2 separate regions of the Sus scrofa genome follow, and region 1 is linked to region 2. The links are chromatin contacts, called in public Hi-C maps. All regions are on one chromosome and are shown on one strand. The core of a region is the stretch at or near the end of the contact, and the rest is flanking DNA. Distances in the headings are between cores, read along the strand shown.

Region 1 (4,734 bases), core at 2,099-4,598, 1.5 Mb after region 2:
TTGTGCCCTCAAAACATGCTTTAGAAAGTCTAGGCTGCCAGGGAGACAAGCCCCGCTACCACCTAGAGGGGAAGGAAGTAGCAGGGTCTCACCACTAGGGAGTTCAAAGAATAAATCAGGGGCTGCCTGTTCCACCACCCAGAACTGCCTCACACTAGAAGGGAGGGAAACTGAAGAAGCCTGGCTGTGGTCACAAGAGCAGGACTTCTCAACATGTGGTCCTGAAAACAAACAGGATTTCTCAGAATGCTTATTTAAAATGCTGGAATCTAATATACAGCACAAATGAACATTTCCACAGAAAAGAAAACCATGGACTTGAAGAATAGACTTCTGGCTGCCCAGGGGGAGAGGGAGGGAGTGGGAGGGATCAGGAGTGTGGGGTTATCGGATGCAAACTATTGCTCTTGGAATGGATTTACAATGAGATCCTGCTGTGTAGCATTGAGAACTATGTTTAGATAGTTATAGCGCAACAGAACAAAGGGACGAAAAAAATGTATATATGTAAGTGTAACTTGGTCCCCATGCTGTACAGCGGAAAAAATAAATAAAATTAAATTTAAAAAAATGCGAATTCCAGAGGCTCAGAGGGCTGAGGAGCCCTTTTATCTCTGGGAGATTGGGGGAGCTCCACCCTTAACCTCAATCAGTGGGTTAAAAATCCAGTGCTGCTAAAGATGTGGCTCAGAGATGGTGTTCCTGAGGCTGTGGTGGAGGCCTCAGCTGCAGCTCTGATTCAACCCCAAACCTGGGAACTTCCATATGCCACAGATGTGTCCATAAAAAGAAAATAAATAAATAAATAAATATTTTTAAATGAGAAAAAAAAGATGTGCAACTACTTGGGAGAATCAAGAATACTGGTCAAGAGATAAGGTAACTAGAAAATACTACAAAAAGTGAAAATACCAAGCAATATCTAACTTCTAAAACAAATTATCTTCCCAAAGTGTATTTGTAAGAGGATTACCAAATTAGAGCACACTTTTCCACTTGACCTATAACATACATGATGTCAAACATCTCTGTCAGAGTTCCCATTGTGCACGCAGTGAAAATGAACCCGACTAGTTTTCCATGAGGATTCAGGTTCAATCCCCGGCCTCACTCAGTAAGTAGGTCAAGGATCTGGCATTGCTGTGAGCTGTGGCGTAGGTTGCAGACCTGGCTGGGATCTGGCATTGCTGTGGCTGTGGTGTAGGCCTGCGGCTACAGCTCCTATTCAACCCCTAGCCTGGAAACCTCCATATACTGTGGGTGTGATCCTTAAAAAAAAAAAAACAAAAAAAAAAACCTATGTAAAGCATGCATCTACGGTGGAGTATTACAGCTAAAATAAACCTCTGCCCTCTGACAGGAGAACCCGGTGTTCCAGGAAGTCAGGGGAAAATGGATGGAAGAGGCTAAGAGACAACAAGAGGTCAAAGGTCAAAGTGTGGGCAAGACACATGCCTCCTCCGGAGAGTGCAGTCCCCATTCAACACAATCGTATACCTTCAGGATGTGCATAAGTAGAAAACAAAAAGTCAGTGCTCTTCCTAAGTTGCACTAATTTTAAGAGGGCTTAAAATAATAATCATCATCTTGCTTTTCAATGTAATTAAACTAACATAGTAAAGTCTATGAAGATCTAGAGGGCTTACTATGCTCCATCATCATATACTACACAATGAAAGAGAGAAAAAGAAGAAAAACCTAGAAAGTTTGCTGGGTCCCAATAATTACTCATAATTAAAATCCTGAAAGTAAAAAGCAATACTTGAAATTCAAAAGCAATTTATATAACCCAGAAAGGTTAACAGTATAATAAAGGACTCCTTCACTCTTATTCTACAAACAAACATGTTACAGTTGCAGAAATGCAAAGGAACCCATAAAATGTGTTGTACCAACAGGATAATAAATGGAAAAAGTGATTCAAAACATACCACTCTATCTGCACAGTCTCTACAAATCAAAGCTTTGGTGCAGCCTGTATTTTTAATACATTATCCTTCAGTAGTAATACTAAAATCTCTCCAGGTTTTTTCCTAATGATTTTTTTTCCTAACAATGTTTTTGTTTTTTCCTAAAAATTTTTTCCTTAATCTTCATGGGATTTCAAAACACTCTCCTGAAAATAAATATTTTTCTCCTCCCTACAAATTCTACTGAGAATGGGCCACTGCCTTGGGAAAATAAAAATATGGTCTACTAATGGTGGATTATTTAAATGATGAATATATTTCCTCCATAATCGTTGTTCACAGCTAAAGGAAAGGGGTTTAATAGTAAACATGGAGTCCTAGAGTGCTGTGCAGGAAGGAGTCAAGGAAAGGTCAAAACTGGAGACCAAGGCTGCTTCCCAAGCACTTCTTTGACTATACTGACCCCTTGTGGCACTTTAAGGACTTTTTTTTTCACCAAGGGATTTTTTTCCCCAAGTCGTCTGCCTTCACTTTGCATCGCCTGGGGGAGCCCCCGACAATATGAGCATAGAATCATCACCCAGTACACCTCAAAGATCCTAAATTTTATTTGCCAATTATACCTCTGTAAAGCTGGAAGGAAATACATGCCATCACCCCTAGCAACGATGGGACCAATCTGCGTGCCTTCAAAATGATAAAGATGTTTACAAGGTGGGAAAGGGGGGCTTTATACTCAGTTTGAGACCAATGGCTATTATATTGCTTTCATGCATTCATGCAACAAGTTCTGACCTCTGGCTGTGTGCAAAGCACTGCATAGGTCCTAAAGACATGGGGGAACAAGCCCTCACACAGACTCTGCTTACCAGGCCCTGCTGTCCAAGTGACAGGACTGGACCAGGAGAAACACAGAGGGCTGTGTTCAGAGGAGCAGGCCATCACAGACAATGCCTGAGGATATAGGCAGGGAGTCAGAAAAGCAGTAGAAAAACAGCAGCCCGGCAGAGGCAGCAGCCTGTGGAAAGGCTCAGGGGAAGGATGGGCAAGTTTAAGAAACTTAAGAAACAACACGTCTAAAGCATAGCGTTCAAGGGTAAGGGTACCATTAAACAAAGCCAGATTTCGTGAATGCTTTTCATTTCTCAAGCACCTCAATTTTCTTAAGAGCATGTACCTTTTTTCCATATGAAAGCAATATGACAAGCCACGAACCACTACATGAGAAACCTATAACCTCAAATCTTTCAGCCTTTCTCCGCTATTCTAGTCTCCTCTCTCCTCTGGTGCATATTCTGTGAGGCACTCACGGCACAATTTAATCCCTCGGAGGCTGCCACCCACAGGGCTGAGGTCGTCCTGCCTAGTCACTGTGCAGAGGGGGTCACTGAGTGGACAACTGAGGGCCACCAGAGGGAGCCACTGGCCCCAAAGCTCAGGCGCTTGGACTGACACAGACCGTCTTTATCTTGAGGTGGCCTAAGCGAGCCCCAAGGGGCCTCACAGACTCTGCACCTTGGGACTCCTCTGCTGTCTTCCCATGTCATGTCCTTCTGTCACCGTTGTGTAGTCACTTCACTCCTGTCATGTCAGTCATCTCCCCACAGCAATCCTGAAGATGGAGGTCAGGCTTAGCTTCCTGGCCTATTGCAGCACCATAAGCCCTCAATACGTATCTGATGGAGGATGGACAGGAGCATGGACAGACAGACAAACAGCTGATTCCTGGGGAACTATAGTGAAATCAAAAAGCAAGAACTGAGGAGTTCCCATTAAGAACCTGACAGAGTGTCCATGACGACGCAGGTTCAATCCCTGGCCTCGTTCAGTGGGATGAGGATCTGGCATTGCCGTGAGCTGTGGAGCAGGTTGCAGACATGGCTCGGATCCTATGTCGCTGTGGCTTTGGTGTAGGCCAACAGCTGTAGCTCCAATTCAACCCCTAGCCTAGGAACATCCAGATGCTACAGGTGCAGCCATAAAAAGAAAAGAAAGGGGGGAAAAAGGGAGAATTGAGAATAAAATCCTAACTCCTTAAAACTCACAATAAACTTCCTAATCCTCAGCTTCCTTTGTCCTCGGCATGCTCCAGTATCCCATTTGTCCAAATCTCCAGATACTCGAGGTTCTCCTGTACTTCCCACCTCCTCACAAGTCTTTCTCCCGCCCACATCTCACCAACGTCTACCTTTTCCTTCTTCTCTACAAGCTCAAATGTCTGGTTCACCTGTAGTTCATCACAGCTGCTGTGGACACCCATAACTGCTTGCACACCTTCTCATTTCCTCTGTGGCACAACCGCAACTCAGGCTCGGCGAGCTATTCATCCTCACGCAAATGTGCAAAAACCATGGGCTGACGAAGGGGACCTAGTTCTGCTTTTAGGATGTGGCCCAAAAAAATGCTAACTAAAGGAAAATTTTTTAACTTAACTTATGAAGTACTTGGTATGTTTATCTGACTCAGGTCGGATGCTAATGAATGATTATTCCTTCTAGGAAAGTGGTTCTCCATGGAGGAGGGAGAGGGAACATTTGGTGACATCTGGAAACATCTCTGGTTGTTAGGACTTGAAGGGAGGGGAGAGCTGCTACTGGCATTTGGTGGCTAGAGGTCACAGAGGCTGCAGCGCGTCCTACACTGCAGCCTCACAACAAAAAATTATTTACTGTCATGTCAGATGTGAGAAGCCCCATTCTAATAGATTATTTTTTAAAGCTCTCATTTGTGAATTTATATATATTTTAATAAATTCCAAAGAAAAGAATTAAGACGTATTCAAGTAATCTTCAAACACAGCACATGCACAGGAGAAAAGCTGAGA
Region 2 (4,356 bases), core at 858-3,357:
GGGTTTTCTGAGTCTTAGGGTATGCATTTAAGTTTATGATAAAATGCTAACTTTTCCCAAAACAGTTGTACCAATTACATTTACATTTCTAACAGCAGTATATGCAGTTTTCAGTTCAATACTTGTAAAATAAATGTCATAAGTATATTTGTCCTAGATTTTTGGTTTTAATAGTTGTACCGTGCTACTAAGTTATCAAAAAAAAACCAAAAAAACAAACCATGTGTCAGTGTAGATGGATAGATGTGCTGAGGTCGAGACTTTTTTTGGTTGCCAGAGTAGAAAGATGTTGAAAACAACCAATTAGTCCAAATAATTCCTCCATACTGTCAGTTAGCAATATTTGAACTTCCTTCTTTGCACTGTCATTTTTTTTTACTTTCAAACGCTGTTGGAATTCAGAGTCCCCAGGAAGCCAATCTGATAGGCTCTCTCCATCAGGATGTATCAGGGTCAATTATCACAGGCCCAGCTAAGAGTTGGGTGGTGGGATCCATTCTGGGAATGAAGAGTTCACATCAGGAGCTAGGCAAAGACGGGGACTGCAGAGTGTGACCGTGAGGGAGAGATGCAGCAAATGACCTACAAACAGACCAGAAACCAGGATGAATGGAGGCTGGGGCAGGAAGCCCGTTTTCCTCTTCTGGCAGAGATTTGGGTTTGAGAACTAGCTGTGCCATTTTCTAGTCATGTGGCTTTATGCAGATCCTGCAACCTCCTAATTAAACATCAGATTTCTTTTCTTTATCTGGGATGCTGAGGAAATACTATCGGCTCTATCTGCATTGCATGGTTGTTGATCCGGGTGTTTCACTGAGCGGCACAGCTGAGTACGGCATACACTTGACAGGTGTCTTTTATTTGGTCAGTTTTTGTTTTGTTTTGTTTTGTTTTGTCTTTTTGGTCTTTTCAGGGCCGCACCCAGGGCATATGGATGTTCCCAGGCTAGGGGGTCTAATCAGAGCTACAGCTGCTGGTCTACATCACAGCTCATAGCAATGCTGAATCCTTAACCCACTGAGCTAGGCCAGGGATCTAACCCGAAACCTCATGGTTCCCAGTTGGATTTGTTTCCACTGCACCGCGATGGGAACTCCTATTTGGTCAGTTTTTAAATTGCCTTCTCTCATTTATTTCTCTTCCGTTGACCTAGTTTTGACTTTTACTCCAAACCTACCAAATCAACGGTGTCTCCTCTCAAATTCTCTCTTCCTGCGCCTTTAGAAACCCTGGCACACTTTATAGTAGGTAATTGGCGGCACTGTCATAAATTTCTTTCTACGACAGTCCATCTCAGATGCAGAGAGCAAAACTGTGAGGTTTTAGACCTGACTAGGATGTGCCTTTAAGTGTCAGGTTCTGTGATCCATCAAAGAATATTCAAGTTACATTTTTTTGTTTCTTTTTTTTTTTGCTTTTTAGAGCATATGAAATTTCCCAGGCTAGGGGTCGAATCAGAGCTACATTTGCCGGCCTACACCACAACCTTATAGCAACTACATTTATAGCACAACCACAATTATAGCAACTACATTGCTATAATGCCATATCCTTAACCCATTGAGTGAGGCCAGGGATCGAACCCTCAACTTCATGGTTACTAGCAGATTCCTTTCTGTTGCGCCACAATAGGAACTTATCAAGTTACATTTCAATGAGCCTAGAGTGGGATTCAAACTGACATGGGATGCTAGGAGGCTTTCTTAATTTCTGTGACTTTTCTGTTGTCTCTAAGACAAAGACAAGTATCCTTTTACAAGAGGAGCTAAGTCACGGGTGTTTATAAACTGCCTACATTTTCCTGGAAATTTTCCTATATTCCCTTGCTATTTATAACTGCATTTGTGTTGCTCTTTTTGCGTGTGTTCCAACATAATGTTTATAGAAAAGATGTCATGTCATCCTTTCAGTGCCCTCTGTGATAGAAAAGATGAAATGAAGTTTTAATGGAGTAAATGACTCGCTGGGGAAAACACATGTCTTTGGAGTGACGACATCGGTGGTGATTCCATGGCCCCATTGTTCTCTGGGGACCTGATGTTTCCATGGACTGTCTAGCTCACAGGATGGTTGTGCTTTCAAGTAAAGCCAATCTCCAAATTATGCTAAATGTGGGGGCCAGGACTTAGTAGGAGCTAAGGAATTTCTGAAGACAATAGCACAAAGGAGGTTCCTCTGTACTTGGCAGCTTGTTCTCAAGACTGAGTGGAATGAGTCAAAATTTTGGATATGGTCTTGTTAAATCTGAGCTCAGTAACAAGGACTATTTGATAACTTGGATAAGGCTTGGCCTAGCTTACCTGTTAGCTACCCTTTGGCCAGCACTGAGGCTACAGAATATCTGCCGATGATATTTACCCCTCGATTGTCATCAGTGCCCAAGGCCCATTATTTCTTCTCTTTTTCTTCCATAGTAATAGAACTTCAGAGTTATAGATGTGCACCTGGGCAGCCAGAAGAAACTACAGCGTCAAGGCTTCTTTGCAGCTAAATGTGACCATGTGACTAAGATTTGGCCAAAGAGATGCAATCACAATCATTCAAGAACTGCTGGTAGAAGACTTCCTCAGAAGACCACACATGTGGGACCACACATCCCCATGTGATCCCCTCCCCCTACCTGGTTTTGCCCTGTGCTTTTTCCCCTTCCAGCTCAAATGTGTATGTAGAGGACTCCCCTGTGGAGTAATAAGAGGGAGGAGCATGAGTATCTGACGACTTCCTGTAGCAAATCCGCCAAGTTGGCTGTGGGCTGCCTACCTCTTGACTTTCATGAGGGTTTTCATGCCCTTGTTGAAAACACTGTTTCTGTTGTCTGTCATCAGCAGCAGAGCCCTCTGAGAAGAGAGAGTGCCAACTGTTCTCATGGAATCTCAAAGGTGGTCTCAGAAAAAAAGCAGAACTTGCCTGTCTCAGGGCAGGAGTCTGCTGAGCTGGGTCGGTCCCTTCCCCTGCATTCAGAACACATGCAGACTTCTCTGGCATCTGCTGCAGGAACTCGGGGGCAGCAGCTCAAGGCCCCAAGGTATCTGGTCACCTTAGCAGCTCTGTCAGCTGTACTGGAAAGTGCTGGGTAGGCCAGGCACTTCCAGTTGCATATGTCACTGCCTATTGGTGGCAAGTTTTGTTTTGCTCAAATTTTAAAAGATTGCAGATGCAGATCTGCTGTAATAGGAGGAAGCCTTCCACTGCTCCAGTCCAACCCCATGCTTGAGACCGTGAGGCAATGAGTCCAAACAGGTTTTGCAAAATTACTGACATGCCAGGAATAGGGTACCCAGAAGAGTGGAAAAAAGACCAACCAGGCAGTTGGCACCTGGATTCTAGTCCTGGCACCACTGAGATGCTGGGACCAATGTGATCTTGAGCGAGTTACTTAGCTGCTCTGGCTCCCAGGTTCTGTGAATGTGATATGAGGGAGCTGGTTGTCTGATTTCTAAGATCCTTTAATCCCATCATCATTTTCTGAGGTTCACCATACAGTTTCATTCCTTTTTCCTAAAATTATGCAACTGATCTGTTGAGTAAAAGTACTACAAAAAAATATACCAATACTGTGACCACATTGTGAAAGTCTGTTATTGATTTGCCCAGATCCTTGCCTTGGCTCCAGTGTAAAAATCCACAAGAATAAAAGGCGCTGCTGGAAAATGCAGAGCCAGATGTTGGCAACTTCACTTTCATGGGTCGTCATCAAAATCGTAAGGGCACAAGACTGCATTTCAGAAACGTGTTAATAAAAACATAAACACTACCTGGGTTACTTGGTTTTCAAATTCGGTCCCTGCTTCGAACATGACCTTCGGTGGTCAGAGCAGAATCTTCTTTGGGGGGGACAGTAAGAGGTTTTGTTCCAAAGCTGTTGTTACAAAAACCAAACCAAACCAAAACAAAATCCACCAAAATTACAAGAAAAGAAGCCATTTAATAAGACAAAAAACTACACTTTTCTGGGTGGGGATTACAAACCAGGCCATGTGTGAGAGTTTGAAGTGATTATTTTCTCAACTTAAACAGTGAATGAGAACTTGATGTACTTGAAGCTTGATGAATACAGCAACCAGGCAGCAGATACCCAGGGGGAGGATGGAGGAATTGTTTAAGCATTTCCCAGATGCTTTTTGTATCACATGCAGTGTTATGTTTTTGGCCACCCATGAACAAGCTTGCAGGAGGCCAAGGCCCAACAATGCCATCCTTTTCTGTTTGCATAGCTGCCTGTCTCAGAAAGTGCTGATATTTTTCACAATTTGCAAGGTCCTGAAAAAAAAAAAAAGTGAGAGAGAGAAAGAGAGAAGAATATATCTCTGTCTTAAAAAAAAAACTATATTCAAATCTGATATACTATTTTAACAT

What was found. Hi-C and Micro-C count contacts between places; a contact is called where the count stands out from the background.
Region 1: a Hi-C map of mesenteric adipose tissue shows a contact between it and region 2, with 3 times the contacts expected there. The contact joins two enhancer-like sites. A contact is called at or near these places in 3 of 5 promoter capture datasets (fetal liver, fetal skeletal muscle and liver), 19 of 47 Hi-C or Micro-C datasets (adipocytes, brain, embryonic fibroblasts and 11 more) and 1 of 2 datasets of contacts at active chromatin or transcription factors (skeletal muscle).

What each region holds. Positions count from the first base shown.
Region 1 is chr1:92,191,348-92,196,081 of Sscrofa11.1, forward strand. All of the region lies in intron 5 of CD109 (CD109 antigen), which reads right to left. Among named protein-coding and RNA genes, the nearest start is that of CD109, 47 kb to the right of the region's middle. Within about 2 kb of position 3,349, at least 4 of the 83 cell types and tissues checked have an H3K27ac peak or open chromatin away from gene starts, as enhancers often do.
Region 2 is chr1:90,730,599-90,734,954 of Sscrofa11.1, forward strand. No RefSeq gene overlaps it. Among named protein-coding and RNA genes, the nearest start is that of COL12A1, 12 kb to the right of the region's middle. Within about 2 kb of position 2,108, at least 3 of the 83 cell types and tissues checked have an H3K27ac peak or open chromatin away from gene starts, as enhancers often do.